Regions from separate parts of the Sus scrofa genome. Here regions 2, 3, 4 and 5 are each linked to region 1. The links are chromatin contacts, called in public Hi-C and HiChIP or PLAC-seq maps. All regions are on one chromosome and are shown on one strand. Each heading gives the region's core, a stretch centred on a gene start, on an enhancer-like site or on the middle of the called end of the contact. The rest is flanking DNA. Distances are from core to core; before and after follow the strand shown.

Region 1 (2,771 bases), core at 171-2,670:
TTCCAGAGAGGCTTGGAAAGGGGCTATGGGGCATCTTTTTTCTGCTAAAAGCAATGTCCCCTGTGGGTTAATCCTCAGTATATGAGAACTCACAGGCAAAGGCTGGCCTTTCCTAGCATCTGAGAGACAGTCTGTGTTTGGCAACTTCGAATTTTCATTGAAAAACCAAGCCAGCCAGGGCTCCCGGCCCCCACTGTCCCAAGTCTTCAGATGCCCTCAGCCTTCAGGGGTGCTGTATTTTACCACCTAAAGGCTTCTTCAAAGTTTACTATGTAACAATGTGGCTCTGAGCCTCCCGAAATTTAACTGCAGGATTCAGTGGATTTTTTTTTTTTTTTTTTTTTTTCTGGCAGCATAGCTGCTCTGCCTCCTGAGAAGATTTTTGAGCAAAAGCAGTCATCAAACCTTGCAGTCAGGGTAATACCGGGGTCCCAAGGGTCAGGATATAGCCCCTCTCTGAAAATGCCCCTCTTTTCTCACTTTGACCCCTTTCCCATCTCCCTAGCTTCAGAGTCCACACGAAAGACAGTTGGGCATGTCAGTTGATATCAGTGGAAAACTTTTAATGGGATAACCCAGGGCCTGACTCTTCATGGCTGAACCTAACTTTTGATTTTCAAATATCTGGGGGGAGCTTGGGTTCAGGGGAGATGAAGGAAGGGGGCCGACGAATGGAGAAAAATAAAATAAGCAGCATACCACCGACCAAGCCAAACCAAGCTTGATATTTCCAAATTATATTGGCAAACAGATGCTTTCACAAATCATTTGTTCTGTCTTTCCTGGAGACAAAAAGAAAAAAAATAATAATAATCTGGATGCAAAAATCCTAACCCCAGACCAGTCAATTTGTGTCCGTGGAATGCAACCTAAAATTGCTGGTCAGAGAGTCCAACCTCACATATACCAACAGGCGCGCAGTAACCCCAAAGCCAAAAGTTGTGACGCCCGAGGCAATGCATTTGTCAGTTTCATCAACCTCCCCACCCTCACCCCGGCCCCTGGGTTAAGCTCACAGCACCAGGTTCTAATCCTTGTATTCTACACCACTGCTTGGGGGCAAATCCTTGCAAGTGGCCAGGGGTGTCACCTCTGCTCCTGAGGCCGAGCACCTCCTCCTCCAGGCTGGCCCCCGGCCGCCCGGTGCCCCTTACCTGCAGGCGCTCCGTGGCCGGCTGCCACATCTTCCAGCCGAGGGATTTGGCAGAGGAGACGCTGGCGAGACTCGTCGATCGCGCCAGAGGGCGAGGGGCCGCGGTCCCGCTTCACATCTGGGGTGGGTGTCCGCGGGATGTGCGTCCCAGAGCCCGGCGACCGCCGCGGGGTGGGCGCGGGGGACTGCGAGCCGGAGCAGGCGGCGCGGCGCTCGGCTGCCGGCAACTTGTGGGCACGGCCGCGCGCCGGCTGTCCTGGCGCAGCTGCGAGAGGACTGCGCAGCTCCGCCCGGGCCCGCGAGCGCACGGCGGCGGCGGGGACCGCTCCCTCCTCCTCCCCCGCCGCCGCCGCCGCCCGGACCTGCGCGCTCTGAGCATGCCCGGGGCCAGCGCCCGCCGGGGAGCCCGCATCCCCGGCTGCCAGGGACCCCCTCATCCCGCCCAGGGGAGTGTGGGGAGGCCAGCACCGACTGCCCCGCTCCTCGAGGGACTCTGGGGTCGGATGGGGTCTGGGAGAGGGGAGGGCCTGGAGAGGGGGGCTTCCCAAAGCCAGAACAGCTAGTCCCTGGGGTCCCAGGCTTCAGGTCAGCGGGGGTCTCTGAATGGCCTGAGTCTTGACTGGCATGGTGCTGGGCCACAGAATGTCATGCATTAGCCCCCAGTGGAGTTAACTGAGCACCTATTATGCTCCAGCCCCTGTGCTGGATTCTGAGGATACAGCAGCGCAGAATAGAGGGCAAGAGAGTGTTCCTTCTGCCCTGCGCTCCGTTCTAGTTGGGGAGACAGTCAAGGATGGAGAAAACGCCTGAAAGGGCCGTAGGTCAGGCGGTGAGAAATGCTGCAAAGAAAATAAAAGAGGGCCGCGGGGTGGGGGGAGGAGAGAAGCTTCTTAGGTGGGCGGATGTCTAGAGAAAGAAGGGAAGATGACGGACCAATGAGGCAGCTGCGGACTGGAGTGTCTGTCCCTGGGTGAGGAGGGCAGCATAAGATCCCCCATCCTCATCCATCCTGAGATCTGCCAGGTGGCTCAGGAAGCTCTGCGAGCCCAAAGATAAGCCAAGGGCCACCCTGGGCTCCCAGGTGTAGAAGGTAGTATTGGCCACTGTGCAATAACTACCTTTCCTAAACAAGCCCAGTAGCTCCCAACCTCTGAGAGAAGTAACCGCGGAGAGAAGTAACATTCCCATCGTTTGGATCCAGCAGATCAGGCTTGCAGAGCTTAGAGGATGGTTCAGGTCACACAGTCTGTGAGTGGATTCAAGAGTACACATTCTGGAGTTCCTATTGTGGCTCAGTGGAAAAGAATCTGACTACCATCCATGAGGATGCAGGTTTGATCCCTAGCCTCACTCAGTGGGTTAATGATCCAGCATTGCCGTGAGCTGTGGTGTAGGCCAGCAGCTACAGCTCCGATTGGACCCCTAGCCTGGGAACCTCCATATGCGCAGGTGCGGCCTTAAAAAAAATTTTTTTTAAAAAAAAGAGAGAGTACACACTCCGATGACTCAGAGGCTCTGACAGTGGAGGCACCAGGAGGAAAGGGCAACCGCCTGGGACTGGAGATCAGGAGAGCTTGGCAGGATGGGGAGGCTAAGCTGGGTCAGGAGGCAGATGACG
Region 2 (2,771 bases), core at 185-2,684, 500 kb before region 1:
GGAAAAAAATCCGACTAGCATCCATGAGGACAAAGGTTCAATCCCTGGCCTCATTCAATGGGTTAAGAATCCAGCGTTGCTGTGAGCTGTGGTATAGGTCACAGATGGGGCTCAGATATGGTGTTGCTGTGGCTGTGATGTAGGCTGGCAGCTACAGCTCCCATTTGACCCCTAGCCTGGGAACCTCCATATGCCAGGGTGTAGCCCTGAAAAGACACAAAGTCAATCAATCAAAAAAATCAGTCAATCAATTGGAAGAGTTAATAAAGTATTCCTAAAGCTACACACTCCTAAGCCATCGCCCCCTAAGCCACCCCCACCAACATCCACAGCGACATTGGAGTCATCTTGACTATGGTATTATGGTATTATCTTTGGATGCCAATGAGTTAAAACTCAAGACAACTTCTTTCTCTAAGAACAGCAACACAGACATGGATATAGAGAACAGACTTGTGGTTGCCAAGGGGGAGGGATGAGGGAATGGGATAGACTGGGAGTTTGGGGTTAGGGGATGCAAATTATTACATTAAGAATGGATAAGCAATGTGGTCCTGCTGTACAGCACAGGGAACTCTATCCAATCTCTTGGGATAGAACATGATGGAAGATAATATGAGGAAAAGAATGTATATATATGTATAACTGGGTCACTGTGCTGTACAGCAGAAAAAAAAAAAAAAAAAAAAAAAAAAAGAATTGCATCCTTGCTACAGAATTGATATCCTGGCACCGTCTGGACGTTGGCCGTCCTGACTCAAATTAGGCCAATTAATGGCCATTTGGAATTAGAGCCGAGACCTAGTCCAGTTAGTCTGACATAGGCCCAAAGGGTATAGCTGAGTCTCTGAAGCTACCAGGTGACCCTGCAGTGCCTGCTGTGTACAGAGAGGGCAACACAAGCCTGTCTGCTAGGTCCAGGAGGCAGAGATAAGAGCAGAGGTGAGGCGATGACAGTTTTACAGAGTTCCTGGCCCTGGTTCCCATGCTGCCAGTGGACATTCCTGAATTCTAAGAGATAACCTTGCTTCCTTTTAAGGAGTTCCCATCTCATAGTCAGCCAGCTAGCTGGTTTCTGTTATTTGCACGTCTTGACTAAGATTCTCAGGATACATTTTCTCAAATGCTAAAATATAAAGTATGTAATGTTTATAGCACAGTGCAGGTTTTTTTTTTTTTTTCTGTAAACCTTCACACAATTTCACATTCCTTCTGTGAGAAAAACTGTTTCAAGTTTCAAATACTGACTCATATGTATTTTGAAAAACTTGCCTTTGAAATATGAGGACAACCTGTACTGCTTTTACTATTTCCTATTTCCCTTTTAAACAAGTACAAATACTTTTTTTTTTTTAACTTCTTAAAATGACACAAGAGAGAGACCTAATAATGTTTCTACCTAATCTGGCAGCATAACTTGGATTGACTCAGATTCTTTCTGACTCAACTGGTGTTTTTTAAAAGCCATTAAAAACAGTAGTTAAAATGTCTTTAGAAAGGGGAACAAAGAAGCAAAGTCAAATTCATTGGGATTTGAGAAGATCACTCCACCTTTTTCTCTAGTTTCATGACTATAAAACTTTCAAAATAAAAAATGTTCAGTCTGGAGATTTTTTTTTAAACTGCTTATTTCTTCACAAATTGACCCAGAGTTCCCAGCAGGATGGAGCTCCTGGGTGAGTAATTTCCAGTTAGGTAATTTAGCTGAAGGGCTGCATTCTTTGCATGCTTCCCTGGTTCTCTGGTTATCCACTTGCTAAGGCTCTTGTTTTCAACTCCGTGAAGCCCTTCATTCCAGCAGCATTCCAGCCTTACAGCCAGGAGGCTGGTGGAGCCATGTCACTTCTTCTGGCTGAGCAGCCAGGGTTCTGCATGGCCACAAGCTGAGCCCAGAGATGTGCACTCATGTGAAATGTTTATTTAATTTTATGATTTCGATTCATTTCCTGCTCCGGTAAAGTTACCAAGCTGTTTGCTGGAATATAAAAGTATACAGGAGCCTTCCAATAATGAAGTAATTAATATTTGGTACAAAAGTCTCAAAAGTGTTCCAGGGACTAGTCAGAAAGGAACATTCACATTGCAGGCAGAGACCCATCAGCTCTGGCTAACAGCACTTGAGCAAAATACTGGGTTTTTGAAAGAGCTTTCAAAAGACTCAGGGATAAAAGACTCCTTGAAAAAAATACATTTTATGAAAACAAAAATCAAAATGAAACAAAAAGCTATTGATTTCATTCATTTAGTGAGATAGATAGAAAGATCTATGTGCAAGTATATATTTTATATATTTTAATACCCCACTACTAAAGTCCTAACCCTGTTTAAGCAGTTATACAACCTAAAGATCATTCCAGATCAGCCCTTCAACTGCCTTCTTTTTATTATAAACTGTGTTAGTTTTTTATAGAAACAAAGAAAATAACACTTCATAATTTTACCTCACAAGCATCTTCCTTACTACTAACAATGAAAGTAAAGCAGTAGGGAGCTAGAAATACACATTTAGCAGTGAAGCGCAAAATAAAAAATGGAAACTCCCTATCCATTGGCACTCTTGCATCCCAAAAGCAACGCGAAAGTTTTACATCTGAAACTAATACATTGTAAGTCAATTATATTCCAGTAAATTTTTTTAAAAAGTTAACACATATGAGCAGACTGACAAACAAGAACACCTTTAAAAAAAGAAAAGCAAGCTACCTTTTTCAAAATTTAATAATATATCTTCCATCTTTCCATGTTACAAATTATGAATGGTTTTCACTATC
Region 3 (2,771 bases), core at 86-2,585, 470 kb before region 1:
AGAAAGATAATCTTTATTCCCAGCACTTCTGGGTAGCCAGTGGTCACAGCTGAAGTTTGAAGCAAAAAAATCTAAACACACAAACACACACACAGATAGCTATGCATCATCCATTTCCCCTTCCAATTTCTACTTTCTTTTTGTCTTTTCTTTTTCTTTTCTTTTTCTTTTTTTTTTTTTTTTTTTTTTTTTTGAGGCAAGAGGGGACATGTGCACTATTTATTTTTTGTGCTTGGTCTTCCCTGGCTGGTTTCATTATTGAAAGCTGTATTGTTTTAAAATCATTCACACAGAGAGGATATTCAAAAAGGGGAAACTAATAACTATAAAAAGCAAGACACAGATTCAGTTTATTTAAGTGGGCTGGTATTTGGTTTCAAAAAAAGAAAAAGTGGAGCTCCTCCAAGTTTATCAGCCTGGGAAAGAAAATGTAATTTTGGGGGAGTTTCAAAAGCAGGGCTTTTCCTGTAGACAGCTCTAAATAATATTAGTGCTAGGGGTCAGAAGAACTAGATAAAACTGAAAGGGAAGAACAAGAGAGCACCAATAGCCTGTATCAGTTTCAGGTGAGATGGAAATATACGAGTAAAATATTATGCTAAGTCATGGCTAGCTAATACAGATTTTGAAATGGAAAAAATGTGGAAGTATTAATTAGATCACAGTAATATTTCTTGGAAAAGGTGTTATACATTTTTCATATTTACAGTGCATTGTATTTATTGTATAAAATGGTGGCTATCTACTTAGAACACAAATATTTAGACTTTAAATAATAAAGAAAATAGCTATACCTATATAAAATAGATAATCAACAAGAACCTACTGTATTGCTCAGGGAATTCCACTCAATAGTCTGTCATAAACCGTATAGGAAAAGAATCTGAATAAGAATGTATAACCGAATCACTTTGCTATACTCCTGGGACTGATACAGCATTGTATATTAACTACACTCCACTATAAAATAAAAATTTTTTAAAACCTCATTGGGATACTTCAGTCTAATGAATAAAGCCTCAAATTTTTAGGCATTACAGCAACATTAATTTTTAGTTTTCCCCTGAGTTCGAGTGTAAGAAAACAACCAGTTCCCTTTGAGCTATAAAACCATACGTGTAAGCAGTTGGTGAGGGGACACATCTCTGTTTTTGCACATGTGGTGAATAGACAGACTCCTGTCATTATTCACACTGCTTTCAGCCAGGACCACGGAAGGACTTGCCCTCAGGCCAAGCTCAGCTCCAGCAAAATTTGTATATTCAAGATGAGCAGAGGCTGAATAGACTATGAGAGGAAGGCACATGCTGCGGCACCTGTTTCCGACTGTCTGGACACCCAGCCTTCCAAGGGCATTTGCCAGACATGTGGAAATATTAACCCAACCAAGATTTACTGCCTGTCCCTCCTTGCTGTCTGCGGCACACCTCTTCCATGAGGCAGGTCTGTTTTCTGACTTTCGGGCTGTCTGATGACCAGAAGAGAAGCGAAGAAGAAACAAGAAAAGAACCAAAGGCTCCAGACTGGTTTTTAATCAAGGGGAAATATCCATTCCTCATTTGATCCGAGGAGAGAAATTTTCAAGAGGGGAAAAAAAAAAATGAAACAACTGCTATCTTTACAATATCTCTCGCAAGACTTCGTTTGTCGTCCTTTGAAGAGGCTCTATTTCCTTATTTGCCAAATTGGCCTATTTTAAGGGCTCTTTGCTGAGTCCCTAAAAGAACAGAATGTCTTGTTCATTTACATACAGTAAACAGATGTTTCCTCCAAACAGCACAAAATTGGGAAATAATTCTGAAACTCAATCCATTCACTGAAGCTTTGAAAACCCTGGCTAACAAGAATTCCCCAAAGGATGAACTGCCTGTTGTTTATATGAGCAGATTATGTTATAAAAACATGTTTATGAAAGGCCATTCATCTTTTGTTTCCTGCATACTGAGTTTCAGTTTAACTACAATTTCAGAGACCAGCATTATGGGCTTCTATTATTTATCTATTTGTGTTGTGATAAAACTGGGATTCATAAACAGACAGGCCGTATACATATCAAACTTACTTTATTGTCTTGGTTCAGTTCTACTTCAGAAGTTGAAAATCAAATCCGAAAGAGAAAGATTGTCTTCCAGAGGTCATTGTTTAATCTTCATTCATCTGGCAGAGATCATTTTCTCTCTGTGCCTTTCATTCTAGAAATTAGGCAGAAGAAAAAGGATTCTTCCAACTGTTCTGGGATTCTCTTTCTTTTGCTTTTTTTTTTTTTTTTTCATTTCCATCAGTTGTTTTGGCAAGTCAGCTACATGAGTACTCTCTCAATTCCAAATGGAACAATCGTTTGTACTTTGATGTTGAACATCAGCAGATTCTAAAGTAATAAGTAGCAATGGACATACAACAGTACTCTGGGTAGTAATTGCTCAGATCTCTGTAGGTTTTGTGTTGTTTTTTCACAGACTAGCAAACTGGGTTGTGCAAAGTCTCGCAAACCTGGAAGAGAAAACTAATTGTCAAACTAAGCAAGCATCCTGAAACTCCTCTGTCCCCACTCCATCTCTGACTCCCTATCAGAGGAAGAAGACAAATCCTGGAATAATTCTAAAATAAGAGCCCAAAAGGGAATTCCCGTAGTGGCTCGGTGGTTAACAAAACTGACTAGCATGCATGAGGATTTAGGTTTGATCCCTGGCCTTGCTCAGTGAGTTAAGGATCTGGCATTGCTGTGAGCTGTGGTGTAGGTTGCAGACACCGCTCAGATCCTGTGTTGCTGT
Region 4 (2,771 bases), core at 142-2,641, 440 kb before region 1:
GGAAGTGTTCCCTGTGTCCTCCCTGGAAAGGCAGAGCAGTGGGCTCAAAAGTGAGGGCAAAGGCAGCTTCTTGCTCTGTCCTTTCCAGAGGTGGCTCTCAAGGCTGGTTCCTCTGTTGCCACTCTGAACTCTTTGCTCCTCCACACACTTAGAAACATTCATAAATGCCTTGCTAGGTCTTGATAGGATAAATGCCCTAACATGTTGGTTTCCCCTCTTCCTTCTAACTCCAGCCCTCAGGATGAGGAAGGCCTAGGAAAGAAGAACCTCCTCACTCAAAACCCTCATCGAAATAGAACTGTGGGAGTTTCCACTGTGGTGCAGTGGGTAAAGTATCTGACAGCAGCAGCTTGGGTCACTGTGGAGGCATGTGTTCAATTCCCAGCAGGGCTCAGTGGGTTAAAGTATCCTGTATTGCCGCAGCTGTGGCATAGGTCACAGCTGTGGCTGGTATTTAGTCCCTGGCCCAGGAATGTCTGTATGCTGTGGGTGAAGTATGATAATACTTGTTACTGTAAATGGGGTTCGAAAAGAGATTAGCCTTTTCCATGTCATTTAACACATTTCCCTATTATCATTTGAGACACTGTATAGGAAGGTACATAGGACACTACTGAGAAAGAAACTGCCTTCTAGTGATTCTAGGAATCACTGTTTCAAAAGGATAAGGGGAAAACTGGCATCGAAAGCCCCTCTTTGACCACGGTCAAGTTGAAAGATCCTGGCTGGAAGCCCTTGCCTGAACACGTCCTGAACTCAGCAGGGCTGCTTTGATTAGTGGCCACTCATCTTGTTTTCCACTCTCTCATCCAAACTCTAGACCTCCCTGTTAGGTGAAAGTCCAGCTCCAGTGATGACCTTGGCTGAAGAGTTTCCAAATGACTTAAATGGCTTCAATGTTATTGGCCAAGAAGCCTGAGCTGTTACGACTCAGTAATCTCACTTACGCCATGAAAGCTGGGCTTGCTGGCTCAATAAAGAGAGACTCGTATTTGGGCAGAATTGTAAAAATCATCATCACATTCCTCAAAGGGCTTAAACCCAATTATGCATGCCTTCTAGTGCCATTACTTAGTTCACTTTCCAGAGCATGTTCAGCTAGGCATGAGAATTTTGTCTGCGTTCTAAAAATGGAACATGAGAAAGTCTTAAAAGGTCCATATTTCATATTAATACCAAATTACATATCGAGTTTTTTTTTTTTTTCCTTAGCTTAGAAAGAACTGGTGATGAAGGTTAACGATTTAATTAAGCCCACTGCCCACACCCGCACCCACGCTAAGAAAGCTGGCCAGCAATGGAGGCTGACACGGCTCCCAGCAGACCCTGGAAGGGAGGCATTCACAGAACAGCAGCTTGGATTTTTCAGTTGATGACAGTTTTATTATTGCATTTTGAACTAATGTCATGAGCTCATGGAGTTGCCGTTCCTCTGACTGATAAGACGCAAGCACAGTCTGTGCTGTGGAACAAGAGAACTGCACGCAATCCATAAGGGAACCAAAGTCTTCTCTTTGACAAGAACAAAGGTTTCATTCCCTAATTGCTTCACTCTTAACCTAGCAGTCTAGGGTTAAGGCCATTTCGTAGCCAATGCTGTGTTCAGGGACAGCAGACATGGCTTAGGCACTGGTCCTCTCTTCTCCCCAGCATGCAGTGGCATAGCTCGGCACATATCTGATGTGTGAGTGGTAGAAAGCAACTGGAGTGCGAACCCTCTTTCCACTACTCGCCTGGTATGTAATCATCAGCTAGTTCACTTATACACTTACCCCATTCATTCCTCCAACTTCTTCTTATATTCCTTTTGTTACTAAGCCCTTGAGATACATCACTGAACAAAATAGATAGAGATTTCTGGCTTCGTGGGGATTACATTCTTGGGAAGTAGAACGTAATGAGAAACATAATGTATGAATTACATAATTTGTAAAGATGGGAGAAGCTGAAGAATAAAAAAGAAAACCAGAATAGGTAATGGCAGGAAGGGGAACAGGGTAGACAAGTGGCACTTTTAAAACAAGAAGGTAGGTTAGATGCGATTGAGAAAGTGCCCATTGGGCAGAAACACAGAAAGTAATAGCTGTAGGCAGCAGACATCTAGGATAGCAGTCTGCACAAGGAACCCAAGGAAACAGCTGGAGTGGCAGAGCAGGGTGATCCAGGAGGGAGAAGACACAGTCTGAGAAAGGACGATAGCCAGAGCATGTTACACAGGCCGTCATTCTTTGGGGATGGCAACATGAATCAATTTTGTCCTCAGATTCTTTTTTTTTTTTTGGCTTTTCTAGGGCTGCACCCGAGGCACATGGGGGTTCTCAGGCTAGGGATCTAATCGGAGCTGCAGCCACTGGCCTACGCCAGAGCCACAGCAACTCAGGATTCAAGCTGCATCTGTGACTTTCACCACAGTTCATAGCAACACCAGATCCTTAACCCACTGAACAAGGCCAGGGATCGAACCAAAACCTCATGGTTCCTAGTCAGATTTGTTAATCACTGAGCCAGGACTGGAACTCCAGTCTCTTGTTCTGATGCACAAAAACTTCTGTTTGTTCTGATGCACCCAGTCAGTACAACTGCATGCCAGAGCTTTCTTTGAGGGACCCCTCAAGACCCTAAATTCTAGCTCCTTGACTCATGCGCAGGGTCATAAACGAGCTTTGCCCCTTACGACTTTCCACACTTTCACTGCCATAACAGACCACCCTGGCCAGACTAGATGAGTTTCCCCTTCTCCAAGAAACCTAGTTTCCAGGTGGCCTCTTCAC
Region 5 (2,771 bases), core at 124-2,623, 360 kb before region 1:
GGAATCAATCTCTTTGTAGTGAAAGGGCTTACAAAGAGTGAAATGGCCAGCTGTTTACACACAGAGAGAAGGCTTGGGCCAAATGGCCCTGCACAGCATGTCAGCTTTCCCTCAGTAGCACACAGCCAGCACAGAACCGGGTCTAGAGTAGACAATGAGTAAACACCACCCAGGTGCCAGGAAGCTCAGTACCCAACTTGAAGTTTGTCACACTAACTCCCTTAACCTTTAAGTTGACTTACTTGGATCTCACTTTCTGTCTCTATTCTATTTATCTTAAAATTATTTCCCATGTTGTAAACGTCAGACAATTTTGGCATAAAAGTCTGTTCATAGTTAGCATATACAAATACATAGTTTTAAATGTTTGTTTACCAGAGCATTTCCATAAAATGGAACAAGAACATTCGTTGCTCTCATCAGGCATCAACACTCAGGCGGTCCACGCAACCTGGTGATGTCACTTACCTATAAAGGTCTGCAATTTGCTATTTTCAACCAAAGCATTGTATTGATTTCCAGCGTTTGTGAAATAGAAAATCAATTCACCTCCCGGAATGTGAACTCTGAGCTAAATCTTCAACCAGTGTGCTCCTTAAAACTTCACTTGGAAATGGTGATCACTTTCTTAAACCCCTGCAACATAACAGGATCCTACCTTAATGCAAAGGTTGAAAGGTAAAGAAGGATTGGCAGTGATATTTCTGAACTGCTTAAGCATCGGCAGCCAGCTGAGTTTCATGCATTTCTCAGGCTGCTGAATAACATCTTTGTATGCACTAAGAAAGCACGCCTAATGTTTTTCACCTAAGGGAGATAAAGGCCGTTTGTGAGTTCTGCTGTGAATGAGGCTGAACTCAATACTTGTTTATATCCTGAGATTGTTCACCAAGCTGGAAATGTACCAGTTATGTGGGAGCAGTAGAAGCTGGAGCTGTACTCTATGTGCTGTTAGCTCAGGTCGATTATAACTTCTTTAAAACTGCTCAGTCAACTTCTGCTAACTGTAGCATATATCTCTGTGACAGATGTGTCATCTTTTGTTTACACTGCACTTTCTCCCAAAGCCTAAAGATAGTAAATTCTGCCCTGAATAATTATAAATATGCCTTCCCTTAGGCTATGACTGAGACCTCAGGATATCCATTTTTTCTCCCTCCTTGTTAGAGGGAGTTGCCATACAACTAAACCGAATGTTCCTTTCATTTTCTATGAATGAGTTTACTTCACATCTCTGCGGGCACATAAATACCTAGGTCTTTGCCTATCTGGCTAGTCGAGGCAGCACTGCACTTTCATCAGCCAAGTGGAAGCTTCAGGAACAGGCTGGGGCAGAATCACTATATGTAGAGCTTTGTAATTTCCCTGTTGTCCTCATTCTACTTCCTAACCACCAAGAGGCTTCTTCCAGAACCCGTTCAGACTTGCATCATCTAGTTCATTCCTTCCTCTTTTAAACTTACCAGTCTTCTTTCTCATTCTCTCTCAGGCTTACTAGATATTAGTGACTCATTCCATTCTGGTCTCATTCCTTTTACAAAAGGAATTAGATGCTTGTTGACTATACCAGAGGAAAATCCTGCAAGTTGCTTTCTAATAGCATGGAAACCACTAAAACATTAGAATCCCTGCACTACGGATATAGAAAAAGACCTCAGAAATTGTATATTCTCCACATCCCTTAGATAAGGAAACGGATGCTCAAAGAGGCCACCTAATGGCAGTCCTGCTGGAGATCCACCTTGTGGCTCAGTGGATCAAGAGCCTGTCTTAGTGTCCACGAGGATGCAGGTTTGATCCATGGCTTTGCTCGGTGGGCTAATGATGGGGTGTTGCCACAAGCTGTATAGGCTGCAGATGTGGCTCGGATCCAGCATTGCCATGGCTGTGGCTGTGTCATAGGCCTGAAGCTGCAGCTCTGACTCGACTCCTAGCCTGGGAAACATTTTTTTAAATAAATAAATTTTTTTAATTGTAAAGAAATAATTTGGAAAAAGAGGCCACCTAATGTGACAGGGCTATGTAGTTGAAGACCTGGCGCCAGTACACTCAGGTTTCCTTTCCGTCCCATACGAATTGGCAGGCCTCAAATCTTCAGTAGTTTTTGAGGCTTTCAACTGCAAGGTAATCCAAAAGAGAATCCTTGTTCTTTGAGTCTTTGGCATATGTCTGTCAGCTAATAAAAGGAATAATGTAAAAATAAGGGATATGTTTATATTTAGATGTTTGCTTCTACAACAGACTATTGGATAATAAAGAACACTAGATATGGACCGTAAGATAAAAGCTGTCATGGATCTTCTTCTGGGAGAACAGGACTGTGGGCAGCAGAGTCCTGGCCCGTCATTGAGAGGTGTCAGACGAAGGTATTTACACTGTGGGTCATCCTCTTATATTTTAACCAGATAAAATCTGCTTAAAATAACTGACATGTTCATTTTGGAAAAGAGAATGTGTTGCTCTGTCGAAGCATCAACACTAAGGCTGTCCATTCAGTCCTAAGAAATTGTTCCGCTGTGATAGTCACAATTTGCATTTCTATGAGGGTGAACTGGAGGAGGAAATATCACAAAAATATAAAAAAAAAGTTTAGCTGCTTCTTGAGAAGGGCCGAAGAGCATCAATATAAGAACATAGATTTTTTTGGTATTACATCGACCTGATTTTGAGTTCCGGTTGTGCCATTTATTAACTAAGACATCTTTGGAAATGTCCCTCTTTAGGGTTTCCTCGCTGATGAAAGAGCCAGCATAATGAAAAGCACTTCACAG

What was found. A called contact is a pair of places that touch in the nucleus more often than the background predicts. HiChIP or PLAC-seq counts read pairs in DNA pulled down with a chosen protein or histone mark.
Region 2: a contact with region 1 is called in a Hi-C map of embryonic fibroblasts, with 4 times the contacts expected there. The contact joins two enhancer-like sites. A contact is called at or near these places in 2 of 47 Hi-C or Micro-C datasets (embryonic fibroblasts and heart right ventricle).
Region 3: a contact with region 1 is called in an H3K27ac HiChIP or PLAC-seq map of skeletal muscle, with 12 times the contacts expected there. The contact joins two enhancer-like sites. A contact is called at or near these places in 1 of 47 Hi-C or Micro-C datasets (embryonic fibroblasts) and 1 of 2 datasets of contacts at active chromatin or transcription factors (skeletal muscle).
Region 4: a contact with region 1 is called in an H3K27ac HiChIP or PLAC-seq map of skeletal muscle, with 11 times the contacts expected there. The contact joins two enhancer-like sites. A contact is called at or near these places in 2 of 47 Hi-C or Micro-C datasets (embryonic fibroblasts and heart right ventricle) and 1 of 2 datasets of contacts at active chromatin or transcription factors (skeletal muscle).
Region 5: a Hi-C map of omental adipose tissue shows a contact between it and region 1, with 2.1 times the contacts expected there. The contact joins two enhancer-like sites. A contact is called at or near these places in 5 of 47 Hi-C or Micro-C datasets (liver, omental adipose tissue and skeletal muscle) and 1 of 2 datasets of contacts at active chromatin or transcription factors (skeletal muscle).

The regions. Positions count from the first base shown.
Region 1 is chr15:130,331,226-130,333,996 of Sscrofa11.1, forward strand. No RefSeq gene overlaps it. Among named protein-coding and RNA genes, the nearest start is that of PID1, 120 kb to the left of the region's middle. Within about 2 kb of position 1,421, at least 30 of the 83 cell types and tissues checked have an H3K27ac peak or open chromatin away from gene starts, as enhancers often do. A contact at or near this core is called in omental adipose tissue and skeletal muscle, where this site is marked.
Region 2 is chr15:129,830,162-129,832,932 of Sscrofa11.1, forward strand. No RefSeq gene overlaps it. Among named protein-coding and RNA genes, the nearest start is that of SPHKAP, 370 kb to the left of the region's middle. Within about 2 kb of position 1,435, at least 21 of the 83 cell types and tissues checked have an H3K27ac peak or open chromatin away from gene starts, as enhancers often do.
Region 3 is chr15:129,862,031-129,864,801 of Sscrofa11.1, forward strand. No RefSeq gene overlaps it. Among named protein-coding and RNA genes, the nearest start is that of PID1, 350 kb to the right of the region's middle. Within about 2 kb of position 1,336, at least 13 of the 83 cell types and tissues checked have an H3K27ac peak or open chromatin away from gene starts, as enhancers often do. A contact at or near this core is called in skeletal muscle, where this site is marked.
Region 4 is chr15:129,886,965-129,889,735 of Sscrofa11.1, forward strand. No RefSeq gene overlaps it. Among named protein-coding and RNA genes, the nearest start is that of PID1, 330 kb to the right of the region's middle. Within about 2 kb of position 1,392, at least 18 of the 83 cell types and tissues checked have an H3K27ac peak or open chromatin away from gene starts, as enhancers often do. A contact at or near this core is called in skeletal muscle, where this site is marked.
Region 5 is chr15:129,968,223-129,970,993 of Sscrofa11.1, forward strand. LOC106506390 (a long non-coding RNA gene) reads right to left here. Exons shown (of 6, transcript XR_002339119.1): 4 at 469-636. Among named protein-coding and RNA genes, the nearest start is that of PID1, 250 kb to the right of the region's middle. Within about 2 kb of position 1,374, at least 8 of the 83 cell types and tissues checked have an H3K27ac peak or open chromatin away from gene starts, as enhancers often do. A contact at or near this core is called in omental adipose tissue, where this site is marked.